Regions from separate parts of the Capsicum annuum genome. Here region 1 is linked to region 2. The links are chromatin contacts, called in public Hi-C maps. All regions are on one chromosome and are shown on one strand. The core of a region is the stretch at or near the end of the contact, and the rest is flanking DNA. Distances in the headings are between cores, read along the strand shown. Region 1 holds the start of LOC107865990. Region 2 holds the start of LOC107862603 (quinolinate synthase, chloroplastic).

Region 1 (4,193 bases), core at 1,412-3,911, 230 kb after region 2:
TGTAATTCGAGGGTCGTTAGTAGCGTATTTTTCGAACGTAAGAACATTTAAATTTGATCTCCATGAAAGGAATGTAAGAAGATTTGGATTCAAATTTCTCCGTAATTTGAGGTCCGTTAGTGACGTATTTCTCGAACGTAGGAACATTTAAATTTGATCTTCATGAAAGGAGGGTTTGTGTATCTTCATCCCTTCATGAATATTTATTGGGATATCGAAGATCTTGATCTTTTATGAATATCCATGAATTTATTGGGACTTTTGGAGATGCCAGATATTTGCCCCCCTTTATATATAAGCCTAATTTAGGATTTATGTAAAGTAGCTATTAAGCTAGATTTAGAGTAAAGTAACCTCCAATAACTCTAACCTAATTGAACTTTTTTTTATAGAGTCCACAAAATTTCAATGTCTACAATACCAAAAATAAGTGTTGCGTTTGAAGTTTTATATTCTTGAAATTCAACTGTTTAAGCACATGTAACTGAAATTCAAATAATTTTGCTTAAATAAGCTATATGTGTTGAATTCAATCATTTTTACTTGATTGTAATTTTTCTGACAAAAGTGAGGCTTTATCAAACCAAATACCGCATAGCTGAAGTTGTTCCGAATTGCGTAGAGTAGACACACAAAAAGCTTTGAAAAGTAGGTATAAGTTAAACTAAAAATTACACAAATACACAACTTATGTTTCTAATATTACAAAAAATTTCAACTCTCTAAATATATTACAAAAATCTCAATATATACATAAAATGTTATGTATATGTATATTAATAGAGAGAGAATAAAGTAATTAAAAAGTAGGATATGTGTAATTACTTCCAAGATAGGTATACAGTGTCCAAATTAGAAAACCCATGAATCTTTACAACAAAATGCCAAATAAATTGGGCTTTCCCATAACCCAGCTCAAACAAAGTGCTGGCTAAGAGGCCCATACTTTACTGCTTCATCCTCTTGCCCAATTAAGTCCAAAGTTGGTTATCCTATTGCTTCCACTAAATTCTGATGATATTCAAGTTACTAATTCTGGGAAAGTAGTTCCAGCAGTATACTCCATTGAGTGCATATATGTTTGGCTCATCATTAGTGTTAAATCCCCGCGCTCTGATCATTAGCGTGTATATTTCAATCATAGTATCCGATCGACCAATTTGCATAGCCTATATTTAAGGCTTTAAGCTATATCTAGCCGTGTGCAAAAATCGAATCGATCGATAAATTGAACCGATAAAAATAATAATGGATTATTGGTATTGGGTTATTGGGTTAACGGTTTCTTATTGGTTTTCTAAAAAATTTTATTGGGTAAACAGTTCGATTTCGGTTTTAGCTTACTGACCCAATAAGGATACACTAAATTATTATTTTATATCCCTATTTATGTTATATATATAAATCTCTCTCTATATATATATTTATTATATTCACTGATTACAAAGTATTAACCTATTCAGGGCAACAAAGGCACAATATAAAACTCGGCTATTATCGTATTGAAAAGCTTGAAGCATTTATAGCTTTCAATAATTACGATTCAATTTTTTTTCGCACTAACATTCAGTTTAAGTTTGAAGATTTTTGTAAACTAAAATACATTGCATAGGATTTTGGCGATAACTAAGATTTCGTTTTTTATGTTAGTTGTTACTATTTCTATTGTATAAGTATTTTCTTATTGGTTAAACCGAAAATCGAACCGTTAAGGACCAAAAATCAATAAACCGAAACCGATAAGAAAATATCTTATGGGTTGGTTATTGGTTTTACATATTTAAAAATCGAAAATCGATAAATCAAACCAATAACACATAAAACCGAACCGAACTGATCGATGCACACCCCTAGCTATATCTGTATCTACCTGAGAATTAAATTTATCTTTATGTAATTTTTGTTTTTCTCTACCATCAACATTAATTTATCTAAACTCTTTTCAAAGTTTCTTTATTTGAGGTTAGTTATCTAAATTTTAAGTCATTTGGTAATGTGATATAAAAGATAATAATCCTTAAATAAAATTTGAGATGAACTTTATTTATACGTTTGATTTGAAGTATTAACTAATTTTGAGATTATTTTATAACCCACGTGGAGGGTGGGATTAATAATCTCGTGGAATATTCTGGCTGAGCCGCCTAAGTGACATCCAATATTCACATCAAGGTGATATTGGTATGGCTCTTCTTTGACGATGTAAGGACCCATGTTTTTTCCTCAAAATACACATCATCTGTTCTAATTTTGATGAATAGAGTTACCTAGTACACGTTGTTGATAGAAGGTGGTAGATATTTCGTGAAATTAGTTGAGGTACACGAAAGGTCTAAACACCACAATCAAAAAAAAAAAAAAAAACTCTTTGGTTTTGCTAGCTTGTATGGTGTATTACTAATTAAGATCTCCCAGCCATAAGTAACTGTTACTAGCTAGTTATATAGAAATGGACAGGAAGGAATTTATCATTTTTTGCAACTTCCTGGAATTCGCCTATATATTTGACAGGGCAAACCTCCAAAGAAGCGGATTTTCACAAGGCTACACCAAGAAAAGACAACGTTTGTGCCGGCCAAATGTTACTACAACATTTTCTAATCATTTATTTTAGCTATGTTTCTACAATGTTGTCTTTCTCACCTCCTCTATGTTCAGCTAAGATTTTCCTGCATTTCCATTAGTTCTGGAGATTCGCTTCCCCTAGTAGAATTGCGCGATGGAGAAGAGATTCAACAGGAACCTGTCAAACGAAAGCAGAGGATCCTCAAAGAGCTTGCAGAGGATAATAGCAGAGAACAGAAAGCCTGCTAGTCCTGTCCCTGACTTGACTGATTTTATGAATGACATGTTTTTCGGGACACCAGGTCCGGATAAAAGATCGTATAATCTGAAGGGAATTAACACTAATTCGATGGACGATGATGATGATTTCGACTCGAGTACAAGGAGTGTTAGCAGCAGATTAACTCAGGAGTGGCTTCAGGAAGCTAAGCAAATGGTAGCTTCATCTCCTGGTCGTGGAAGTGAGTCACCCCCAAGGCGGCTAGTGACTTCCCCTAGGTTTGCAACATCTCATGCTAGGATTGCAGAGTCTCATACTGAAGGCAGAGATCCCCTATCTAGATCTGCTAGAAGGTATTTAAAGCCTAAGTTGCTCAGATTCTTCAAAAAATGTACTACTTTTGAAAGATCCGACACACACCATATGACATTTTTGAAGAGTCCGAACAACAAAGTTTAAAGTTCTTTCTCGCTCCCTCTTTTTTTTTTTTTTTCGTACAATCAAATATTGCATTGTACAGACTATGATCAAAGTACAACAAATGAAAAGGAAATCAACAAATATTACCAGCAAACTTAACAAGTTTGTACCAAAGTACAGAAAAGATACATGGTAACTTAATATTATACTCCCTCTAGTACATATTAAGTGAATTTTTGGGGGTAATGCGCACCCCTTAAGAAAAACACAATTTAAATATTACTTTCACTGTTACCCTTTTTATTATTTTCAAACTATTCTTAAAAGTAGGGAAGGGGAGCCTTAGAATAACCGGTAAAGTTGCCTCCATGGGTTCAAGTCAGTGCATCGGGCTGTCCTTTATTCTTAAAAGTAGGAAAGTCATGAATATGACTTTATAAGTAGTGTAACTTATCACCTAGAAAAGGTAAAGTAATAGTTAACCTCACTAAAACAAAGGGCAAAAATGAAAAAAAAAGTATCATAAGTTCACTTAATATGGATTAGAAGGAGTACTTCCTTAATAACCAATCTTGAAGACATTTTCTTCTGTTTATGATCGCTAAGTATGCAACATGTGTCAAAAACTAGTGTATTAAAAGTTAAACACATCTAGTTGATTAGATGGTGATAATTCCGATAGGACAAGGGAGCATTTGATGGTTGACCTAATTAGCTTCGAGTTATGTTTTATAATACATATATAGATGGTGATACTTTACAATAGATTTGCTTTGCTGGAAAAACAGGCATAGATCAGTAGTGGGGATCAGTGAAGAAATCCTCTCAAAAACAGCAAAACACAACCGCAACAAATCAGAACTGTCTAACAATCCTCCTTCAGCTAGCACATCAAACGTTCATGATTGGATCTCGGACAACTTCAAACCTCCAAATGATGGGCCCACATTCGAGCCCACTTCTCTCAAGCCCAACAATGAGCAGCAAC
Region 2 (4,536 bases), core at 1,645-4,144:
CTTTTTAGTCGTTTTTTCCTTTTCTACTTTGACATACTCTCCCAATAAGATGAAATAGATGCTCTATTTGGTATAACAAAAAATATTTTTAAAAAACATTTTGAAGAAAATATGTTACATTTGCTGTTTGGCATCAAAATATTTTCCACCAAATAAAAAAAAACACTCATCCCTTAGATGAAAGTTATTTTTTCCCACAACTTTTCATGGCCGAATAAATAAAATAATATGTACAAATAATATTTCTTGAACCAAAAGCAATTTAATGAGCTATGTCATGTTTAGAAAAATTTGAATCAATAAAATTAAATTATAAATTCGTCTCTTCAATTATATATATATCAGTGTGTTAACTTCATATCATTGTTCTAACACACACTAGGACATCATTATCACTTCTTGAAAAATTTAATCAAATAGTATCCAAATTTTCACTCGATGTTTCAATGAAAAATATTTTCAAAAGATAAATAACTCTTTAGAAAATATTTCCATCAGAAATAATATTTTTATTTTTTAGAAGAAAATATGAACTTTCTCAAAATTTTGAAAATTGAGTACCACTCACAACAAAAGGGAAACTTTAAATTATGTGGTGTGTGTTTATTTTTTAGTTTCAGAATTTGAAGAGTGTTTTTTTAACGGATAGAGTTATAAAAGAATTAAATGTAGATATTAATTATGAAAAAAATTATGTATTATTTTATGTAAATATAAATATTATATTAATTTTATACCTGAAGAAATTACTTTCTAACTAGCAATCAAATATACTATGATTTATATAAAATTTATCATATAAATAACTCACCATCGAATTATCTACAATCCCTCAGCGTCAATAGCTTGTTCTTTTTCCATACCAACAGATTTGCCCATATCCTTCAACGGTGGAATACATTATTTCCTTCACATTAAAAATTTAAAATAATGAAATTCCTTGTATTTAAAAATGTGCTACTTGACACTTCATGTTACTATCAGTGAAGGAACAATTTACTAAATTCCGACAAATACAAGTACAGTCCAATCTCTCTTATTCTTTTTCTTTTTTAATAATTGTGTTTGAGTCTGTTTGTTTGTGTGCATTTTGATATCTGTCATCTTTCACCAATAACAAATATCAAGTAATTATATTCAATAAATTTTGAATAGAAGAAAAAAAATTATCTAGCATTTATATCTATTGAGAATTGAATATCACATTTCATGATGTTCAATCCAACTTCTTTGAAAGTACTTAATCAAATCTCTTTATAGTAGCAATCATTGCTGCTATTAAGAAATGATTTATATATACGTATTAATATTTGACGTCCAGATCTCATTTAGTTGTTGTGTATAAATAAAATTAAAAAGAACATAGGTATAACAAGACAAACATTAATAACTCTTTCCTCATGGAGTTATGAAATAATTGATGTGCATCATTTTTAAATATTATTTCTTTCTTAAATTAAATATTCGTAGCTTAAAAGTTACTGTGTCCATGACATTAATAATGATTATCACAAATATTTTGATATATTACTATGTACATACAATAAACTTTTATAAAATATATTTACATAATATTTGAGTATGCTATTGTAGAGAAGTAATTTTATAAAGAGTTTATCACCATAATAAATGTTATTGCTGTGAGGTCGTATAATAATTTTGAAATAAAATATAGAATTATTGTATCTTACATTTAATTGGAGGTATTAATTAATTTTAAAATAATTTATTATATATATATATAGAGAGAGAGAATAACATGTCTAAAATAGTTAACCCTAAAATAATTAATACGTTGCCAGTGAAACGACCCCTAAGAATGTATCTAACTTAATTTTGTGGATAACAAGTTTACTACTTTGTCAAAAGTTAGTACTATCTTCGTTCCATTTTATATGTCATTAGTTAATCGGGCATAAAATTTAAAAAATAAGTGATGATTTTATAAAATTTATAAAATTTTCTGTTAATGTTTACTTTTTAGTAGTTTTTTTTTTAATAAGTGGAACCTACTAAAGATAAAATGAAAATGATATCATTAAATAATTATCAAATAAAAAAGAGTGACATTCTTTTTTAGACGGACCAAAAAGAAAATAATTGACACATAAAATGAGACAGAGGAATTATGTTGTCAGGAATAGAGCTGTCAATACGGGTCGGCTCAGCCCATCCGAGTTAGCCCACACGAGCGTTGAGTTTGACGGATCAAGTGAGGCTGACCCATCAAAATAATGAATCAAAAAACATCAAGTCCACACCATTACTCTGTGGGCTGCGAGTCTCACGAGCCAGCTCACTTTTTTAAAAAATTATATTTTATAATTTAATTCTAGAATATTAATAAATATACATATTATCAGACAATATTTTATAGTGTTAATACTTATTAATCAAATCCCCAACACCTTAAAAAATACTCCTAACAACGAAATTAAATAACTTTTGACATGATATCTTTTGAGTCAAATAAAAATCTAAAAATTATACAAATACACAACGTATGTTTTCAATATTATAAAAAATTTCCAATTTTCTAAATTTATTACAAAAATCCCAATATATACATAAAATGTTATATATATATCGACTATGTTATGTATATTAATAGGGAGAGAGAGTAAAATAATTAAAAAAGTGGAATAGTGTATAGTTACTTTCAAAAGAATTGTTATTTATGTTATTTATATAATAAAAATACTAAAAAACAATCTAAATAATTTCATGCATTTAATTTACGAACTGACCTATGAATTAGCTCAATTCATATTGCTCAAGCCTTATAAGTTACGAACTTATATGAACCGAACTAAAAAATCTTCTTCTTAAATAAACTGTAAAAATTAAAATTTAATTCTATTAAATTACAGACAGAATGAACCAGCCGGTATTGACGGCTGTAGTTAGGAGTCAACTTGACAAAAAGAGTCATTATAGATACTGGTATTTGTGCTTACAATTTTCGCGGGTGATTCGGTGGGTATTTCGCCACATCCCCTCCCCCCACACACACTATTAATTCCAAGGCCCTGCTCCCTCGCTCCCCATCTCTCTTGTGCACGCCCCATACAAAATCCATTTTTCCCTACCGCCACTTTACCCGCACTTCGAGAACACAACCTTTTCATTTCTCACCTTCTTCTTCCTTCCCCCCCCCCCCCCCCCCCCCCCGGCCGTTTTCTCCTCTCTCTCTCTCCCTCTTCTTTCTATCACAATTCTGTTATGGATGCCGCAAATTTAGCCATGGTATCTTCTTTTTCCAAAACCCCATCTCCACTTTCTACTGCCAAACCCATTACGAGAGCACCATTTTCTGTTTTTTCACTGCCTTCTACCTTTAAGCCACTCGTAAAATGCATACAGAAGCCCTCCAATTCAACCTTTACATGTTCAGCCGTAACTTCTTTTCCTTCCCATTCCGATGTTTCTTCCTCCTCTTCTTCTTCAACGAAGCTAAAGCTTCTGATTTCAGAATTCAAATCACTTGTCGAATCAATCGATCGCGTGAAGCGTCTCTTGCACTACGCAGCACTTGTCCCTCCCATGGATGCGTCTCTTAAAACAACGGAGAATCGAGTTCCAGGTTGTACTGCGCAGGTGTGGCTGCATGTGAGTATAGATGAGGAAGGGAAAATGAGATTCTTAGCTGACAGTGATTCGGAGATGACCAAAGGGTTTTGCGCGTGTTTGGTTTGGATGCTTGATGGGGCGGCTCCGGGTGAAGTGTTGGCGTTGAAGACGGAGGATTTAAATGGTTTGAATGTTGTCGGGTTGAACGGGAAAGGATCTGCATCTAGGGTGAATACATGGCATAATGTGTTGGTCAGCATGCAGAAAAGAACAAGGGCTGTTGTAGCGGAGAGCCAAGGGAGGCCGCGGAGCGGGCCCTTCCCGTCTCTAGTAGTGACTGCTGATGGTATTCAACCTAAAGGGAGTTATGCTGAGTCCCAGGTGCTCTTTCTGTTCCCTCTTCCCAGTGGCGAAACTAGAATTTTTGCTAAAAAGCAATTTGTGACCTAAATAGTTCATTTAATTTCTGATATATACGATGCTCCCGGGTCACTGGGTTCACGCCAACACATTCTCCCCTCCCTAGATCATATACAAGTAGTGTTATATTTTTCTAAAATTATTTAAATATGGATTTGTGAACCCACGCTCGAACTATTTTCATAATAGTGCACCGGTCCTCTCGAAATCCTGGATATGCCCCTCCCTGCCTCCGACGATGTTTAAAGAAAAAAAAAGAAACTTTTGAAATTTATGGTCTAAATCTATATTACATATTTGTGTGGTTGTAAATCATTTCATTGCGGATAAAAGAGAAGTTTCAACGTTAAATTGCTTCTAATTATAATAAGGTAATTTTTTTTGGTACAGACTAAAAAGGAATTAAAGGGTGCCACCTAAAATAGGGCGGAAGGAGCATGGTTTTCGAATTGACCTTCACTATGTGGCTATGCCAATTTAGCTGTTATGTATTAACCTTCTTGAAACAACTAAGGAATTATTTTCTTTAAAAAAAACAGTCCGGTG

The links. A called contact is a pair of places that touch in the nucleus more often than the background predicts.
Region 1: a contact with region 2 is called in a Hi-C map of leaf, with 2.7 times the contacts expected there. The contact joins the promoter of LOC107865990 here to the promoter of LOC107862603 in region 2. A contact is called at or near these places in 2 of 5 Hi-C or Micro-C datasets (leaf and placenta).

Annotation. Positions count from the first base shown.
Region 1 is chr3:245,564,947-245,569,139 of UCD10Xv1.1, forward strand. LOC107865990 reads left to right here and starts at 2,662. Exons shown (of 9, transcript XM_016712173.2): 1 at 2,662-3,138; 2 at 3,994-4,193. The coding sequence starts at 2,720.
Region 2 is chr3:245,330,254-245,334,789 of UCD10Xv1.1, forward strand. It overlaps LOC107862603 (quinolinate synthase, chloroplastic), which reads left to right and starts at 2,895. Exons shown (of 7, transcript XM_016708235.2): 1 at 2,895-3,951. The coding sequence starts at 3,223.